Regions from separate parts of the Sus scrofa genome. Here region 1 is linked to region 2. The links are chromatin contacts, called in public HiChIP or PLAC-seq maps. All regions are on one chromosome and are shown on one strand. The core of a region is the stretch at or near the end of the contact, and the rest is flanking DNA. Distances in the headings are between cores, read along the strand shown. Region 1 has its middle 17 kb from the start of ZCCHC2. Region 2 overlaps KDSR (3-ketodihydrosphingosine reductase).

Region 1 (3,140 bases), core at 455-2,954, 720 kb after region 2:
CATCATCCCTAAAATACTTATAATATCTAATGCAATGTAAATGCTCTGTAAATAATTGCCAGCTTACAGGAAGTGCAAGTTTTGCTTTTTGGAACTTTCTGGAATTAATTTTTTCCAAATATTTTTGATCCGAGGTTGGTTGAATTGTACATGTGGAACTGGCAGATAGGGAGGGCCCAACTGTATACCTATTTCTGAGGATGACTTCTGAGGAAATAACTCTTTAAAAAAACTTTATATACAAATATGTTCATAGTAGGATAATTTGTAATACTAATGTCCAAAAATAAGTGAATGGGCAAATGCGCTATACGAGAACACAGGGAAATACTATAATATAATGTTAAGCGAAAAAAATCAGGATATAAAATTTTACATGCAGCATGGTCAAAACAATATGCAAAAATATGACTAAGAAAAAATAAATGGAGAATACCCGAAAATGTTAAGAGGAGTTATCTTTTAACAACAAAATTGCAGTTTGAATTTTTTTTCTCTTTCTACTTTTTCTGTCTTCCAAATTGTCAAAATGGAGCATATATTAATTCTGGAAAGGAAAACAAGGTACTTTCAAATGTGGGGGTATCAAGGATTTAAGTTTCAAACGAATTTTTTAGAGTCGAAATATCTTAGTGATTTAGTGCCTGAAGTATGTGTGGCTGCCTAAATAGAAAGTTCAGTCTTTCTTTTTCCCTAAGTGCCATCAAGTCTGAAGAGTGTTCTAACCACGTGGTCACTATTTTGAGTCCTTTCCTCAAACTTTCCAGTTCATGTTGTCCATGGAGTCCTTGGGCTGTTTGGATTCAATAGATTTGAGACTAAGCTGTGAATATGGATACACACAGTCTCCTTTTCTCCACTTTACAGCCAGAATCCCTGCAAGTTCATGAAGTTTTCCATCAGTCCTTTTTCTGGCAGAGGCAGAAATCATGGATGTAATTCACTCATGATAGGCTGATCAGAATGTCAGAGATTCTTAGTGGCCTTTTAATATCAAGGAATGTACAGATGGGGTAAGTTAAGCCATGGATACATAGCTACCAAAGCAACTACTGGGCAAATTTATGGTACTAATAAAATAGATACATTTTGCTTAAAGCTAGAACAAATATGCATGGAACTAAGCTTTAAATCTGTTTAAACATCTTGTTTAGGAATATCTGCCATAGAATTAATGGGGTTCATCTTAATCAGGTTCCAGGGCACAAAGGAACAATTATAATAAACAGGATCGGATAATACCACTACAAAGGGAAAGAGAATATCCTGAGAACAGAACTGAAACTTAAATGATAGAAAATGAAATGAAACTAATGAAACTGAAACTTAGCCAGCAAAGCTTATTAAAAAGAAGAAAAAAAGTCCTGATCTGAACAGAGTCCTAGAAATCACTAAGCTGTGAATATGGACAACTTATACATGAGCCAGTATTAACAAAATTAAAAAAAAAATACCTTAAGTTTTCCAAGTTACACTGAGATTCAAAGTGAAACATGAATCAGCCGTGTGACCTTGCTCACGTCACTTAACCTCTCTAAGTCTCAGTTTATTCATCTGTGAAAATAGAGAATAATGGTGCCAGATTCAATGTAGACTCTTAGGGTTTAAAGGGGACTTAGAAATCACCAGGCCTGACCTCCTCCATTGGTCCAGAGCCTCAGTCTTGCCATGCTTCCTGCCAGTCACCTCACATTCAGAGCCCACACCTCTTGTTCCAACAGTGAGCTCTGGAGGCAGCCAAGGTGGCTGCTGGACCTGCTGAAGGCTCAGGCAAACTGTGCCAAGCAATGTGAGGGAGGGGGTGAGAAGGACAAGGCTGGGACGGCATGAAACTGATCTGGCTTCAGAGGATGGCTCTGTGGGGACAGCTGAGTTGTCTGAGGCAGCTTGGACAGGATATAGGCATTCATGGTTGTCAGACAGGGAGTCTGTATAGTGCTATAAGGTGATGAGGGAGTCAGGAACAGGAGAGGGGTGGGGTACCCCAGAGTGCATGACCTGTGCTCAGACATGAAGAGCCTGCTTGTTGGATGCTCTGCTATACCCGTCTTGAAATTCTTTTTTTTTTTTTTTTTCTTTTTTGGCCACGCCTGTACCATGCGTAAGTTCCCAGACCAGGGGTCAAACCTGTGCCAAAGCAGTGACAATGCCAGATCCTTAATCTGCTGAGCTACCAGGGAACACCCTCCACATCTTGAAATTCTTAATCTTTTCACAGAGGGCCTGGCAATTTCACTTTGTACTGGGCTCCACAAATTATTGAGCCAGTCCTGATACAACATGCAAGACTTGGGTGGCAGAGGTCAGGGGGAAGATGAAGAGGGGAGACACAGAGAGACCAGGGAGGGCCCTGGTATGTGTGTGACTCTTTCTTAAGCTCCTGTTAACAGTAGGACAAGCCTGCACTGTACTTCCTGCGCCCTGAGGATGCGCTAAGCACCTGAAGGACCAACCTGAGGGTGTGGGGCTCATTCCCACAGAGGCAGCTCCACAGAAGTATCTGAAAAAGGGGTGGGGACAGAGGGAGGGGGAGGGGCTGGTTGTTGTCATCTTTTCCCTTGATTTTGTTGAAGTGAAATTCACATAACATAAAAGTAACCATTTTAAAGTATAGAGTTCAGTGGCATTTAGTACATTTACCATGTGTGCAGCCATCACCTTTGTCTAGTTCCAAAACCTCTGTCTAGTTTCATCACCTCAAAAAGAAACTCTGTACTCATGAAGCCATCATTCCCTATTCCTCCCTTTCCTCATCCCTTGGCAGCCACTATGGCTATGGTTTTACCTATTCTGGACAAAGTATATATGTGTAAGCATATACTATGTGACCTTTTGTGTCTGGCTTCTTTCACTTAGCATAATGTTTTGGAAGTTTATCCACATTGTAGGATGCAGAATGAGTATGCAGTGTAGTATTAGGGCTCAGTTATATACCATTGTATGGATACACCACATTTTGTTTATGTATTCATCCACTGAGGGATATGTGGGTTTTTTTCCACCATTTGGCTATTGTGAATAGATCTGTAATGAACATTCATGTACACATATTTCTTGGAGTACCTATTTTCAGTTCTAGGATACTGGATCATATGGGAATTCTATGATTAACTTTTTGAGGAACTGCCAAACTGTTTTCC
Region 2 (3,107 bases), core at 76-2,575:
CAAAAATGTGGTAGCAGAGACCAAGTCACAGAAAGCTAGGTGTCTGCCCTTTCTGCTTCTCTTGTCCTGGTCATGCCGTCCTCCATCTTTTTCCCACCATGGACCAGAGTAAGTTGAAGTTTAAATTCTGGAGCCTCATCAACAGCTCTAATCCTTTCTCCAGCCCTCACGCATTTGCTTTAGTGGAAGGAGGAGCAACACGCCTTAGGTGAGATTATTTCGGTAATAAATCAGTTCTTGAGCAAGTAGGTGTCTTTCTAATTGAGAATGAGGCCAGGTTGAAGGGAGAAAATGATAACAGGGTTGGGACTAGGGTGGAGGAGGGGGAGAGAGAATGGTCAGTCAACAGGGACAAGGAGACGCAGACGGTGGCTGAGTAAACGGGGGGGAATCAGTGAAGTCCTGGCTTATAAATTCTCAGCAGAAGTGGTCTCTGGGAGTCAGCACTGTCTTATCAGGAACAAGGGACGCTAGACTAGCCTTATTTCTGTTTCTACTGGGATTATGAGATTAGTTGATTAAAGGGAAAGTATAGATGTAGTTTAGTGTATTTTGATTTTAGCAAATTATTTGACCAGGGGTTTCTGGAAGCTATAAGCTCATGAGGGCATCGCAATAATTCAGTAAGTGTTTGTTTCATAAATAAATAGTGCTTAGGTTACCAGCCACTGGAGATGTCCAACCATAGGTGGAGAGAGTCATTTGGCTCCGTGATTGTAGAGAGGATACCAGCGCCCAGAAAGGGGGTGAACTGGTTTCTTCCAAGCCGGACAGTCTGTACCCACACTGGGAAAAAGCTGTTCTGAAAAGCCGTTTTAACCATTGGGAAGCTCAGCCACAGCCTTGCATTTGAGAAACACTGCTTTGACATCCTGTCTTACCTTAGCTCATGTAACATGATCCTGGCTTATTTCAAGGCAGGGGGCAGCACAGCAGTGACCCCGCCTGAGCAGTCAGCGTCAGGCTTTGGGTGTGCTGTCTAACGACTTCTTATTGGCTTCATTTTGGTGGTGTTTTTCTCTGGCTTGTGCACAGTAAAGGGCAAGGCCGTGGGAGACAGTTTCTGAAGTCATTATCTCAAAAACAAGTGGAAGAGAAATTGCTTGCTCATCAGCCTCACTGCCTGGCCCCAATCCAGAGCTATTTATGAGCACGGCTGGACCTTGATGCTGCCTGCCCTGGCGATGCTGAGTGAATGAGCTCTCACGCCCTGGGTGCACTGGAACTGAACCAGCAAGGCCATCATCCTCCGCTATTGCACTTTCCAGACTGACTGGCCTGGAGCTTCTGCCTGCAGCTCCTCCCACAGCCTTCAGACTGCTTCACAGAAGGAAATAGGAAGAAAAAAAAAATGCTAAATTTAAGACAGTACTCTGGGGTACTCTCAGAGGTTGTTGCAAGAGGAAGCATGACAACATTGTCACTTGTGAGCCACCTTAAGTCATGCAGTAGCCTCCCTTACTACCAGCTGCCTGTCCACTGCCAACTCCCTAAGTTGCTTTCATGGCTAAACAATGAGCCGGTAGCAAAAAAAACATCATGGCAGAGATTTTGGTAGTTTCAATCACCACCTTTAGCGTCTCTAAGCATTAGGGCAAGATGGTAGCATGGAGCAGGGTGGGGGGCAGTAGGAGAGGTGTGTCCTGGCTAACCAGCAGGAGGATCTTCTGGAATTGTTGGTGTCTGTGTATCGGTGGCAAAGTGAGGAGGCCTAGCAGTGAAGTAAACAAGACTCAGCACCTGTTCCAGGTAGAGCTGGGGGGCTGTGAAAGGGAACCAGGAAGAGGTTTCCACATATAAACATGGACTGAGGTTGTCTGCAGGGGAGGTTGTCCTGGTCTGACTTGGGAGGGCAGGGGTGTCCACCCAGGGGAGCGTCCCGTTTGCGGGTGCTGGGGTGGAGGAGGTGACCCCTGACCCACTCCTGGGCAGGGGCTGGTGGCATTGGGAGTTCCTGGCCAAGCGGGCTTCTCGCGGGATAGATATGATTCCAGACTTGGGTCTCAGATGGCACAGGAAGGACACAGGGAGGGGACCTGGGTGATCTCAACAGATTTTTTAGAGGAACTTACCATACCAAGAGCTTGAGAAGCAGCTGTGAAGGAAAACAGGCTTGCAGTCAGCTGGTGGAGGAGCAGACCTGTCCCATGGCTGTGACCGCAGCTCCCGAATGGCGTGCAGTGGGGGGGGGACAGGTGCATTTCCTTTTAGCACCATCTGCTCTCCGCATGGCAGCTCCCGAGCCCCTGGTTGTCAGGAGGGGTAGAAACTTAAAAGGAGGTGAGTCCATAGCTCAGGGCCAGCTGTTTCCTGGAGTAGAGGGTAGGGGAGCGGTTCGCCTTTATTTCTAAACCGTCTTCAGGGACAGGAGTTTCCTGACTCCGTTGGTGGTAGTTCTTCTCTTACAGACTCACCCTGTTGGTCTCGCCACCCTCTGAGAAAATCAGGTCTGTATTTCAAATGTCTGCCTAGAGCCCGTGCAGGCTGGCAAGGGAGGACGTGAAATTGTATCTCGTTGACTGAGGGGGCAACTGTTGTCTCTCCAATGCAGGTGAAGCCATATAATGTTTATGTCACAGTGGCCTACCCTCCAGACACAGACACCCCTGGGTTTGCCGAAGAAAACAAAACCAAGGCGAGTATACCTCTCTGTGCCCTGTTTCCAGTCTGTATCAATAGGAAATCCCCTTTCCTCTTTTCTGTCATCCCACCCTTCAGTCAGAAAATTGAGTTCCTTTCAGTTTACATGCTTGCAGAGGCCTTCGAACTTTCTGGAGCTTTCGTTTGGAATCTTGGAGGATGTGGCCCTATTTTCAAAGACTACAATTCTTGCTGATAATCTTCAAGCTTTATTTAATTAATAAGGTGTTTTCTTTTTCATGGAGAGTATAGCTTTTCTTTCTTTTCTTTTTCAGCCACCACTGCGGCATATGGAAGTTCCCCATCCTGGGATCAAATCCCAGATGGAGCTGAGACCTTTGCCACAGCTGCAGCAACTCAAATCCTTAACCCACTTCACCACAGCAGGAAATCCTATAGCCTGTTTTTTTGTTTTGTTTTGTTTTGTTTCTATGATTATACCCATGGCATATAAAAGAAGTTCCCAG

The links. HiChIP or PLAC-seq counts read pairs in DNA pulled down with a chosen protein or histone mark.
Region 1: an H3K27ac HiChIP or PLAC-seq map of alveolar macrophages shows a contact between it and region 2. The contact joins two enhancer-like sites. A contact is called at or near these places in 2 of 2 datasets of contacts at active chromatin or transcription factors (alveolar macrophages and skeletal muscle).

What each region holds. Positions count from the first base shown.
Region 1 is chr1:159,037,172-159,040,311 of Sscrofa11.1, forward strand. No RefSeq gene overlaps it. Among named protein-coding and RNA genes, the nearest start is that of ZCCHC2, 17 kb to the left of the region's middle. Within about 2 kb of position 1,705, at least 19 of the 83 cell types and tissues checked have an H3K27ac peak or open chromatin away from gene starts, as enhancers often do. A contact at or near this core is called in alveolar macrophages and skeletal muscle, where this site is marked.
Region 2 is chr1:158,313,461-158,316,567 of Sscrofa11.1, forward strand. KDSR (3-ketodihydrosphingosine reductase) reads left to right here. Exons shown (of 10, transcript XM_001925913.6): 7 at 2,552-2,635. Among named protein-coding and RNA genes, the nearest start is that of BCL2, 22 kb to the right of the region's middle. Within about 2 kb of position 1,326, at least 34 of the 83 cell types and tissues checked have an H3K27ac peak or open chromatin away from gene starts, as enhancers often do. A contact at or near this core is called in alveolar macrophages and skeletal muscle, where this site is marked.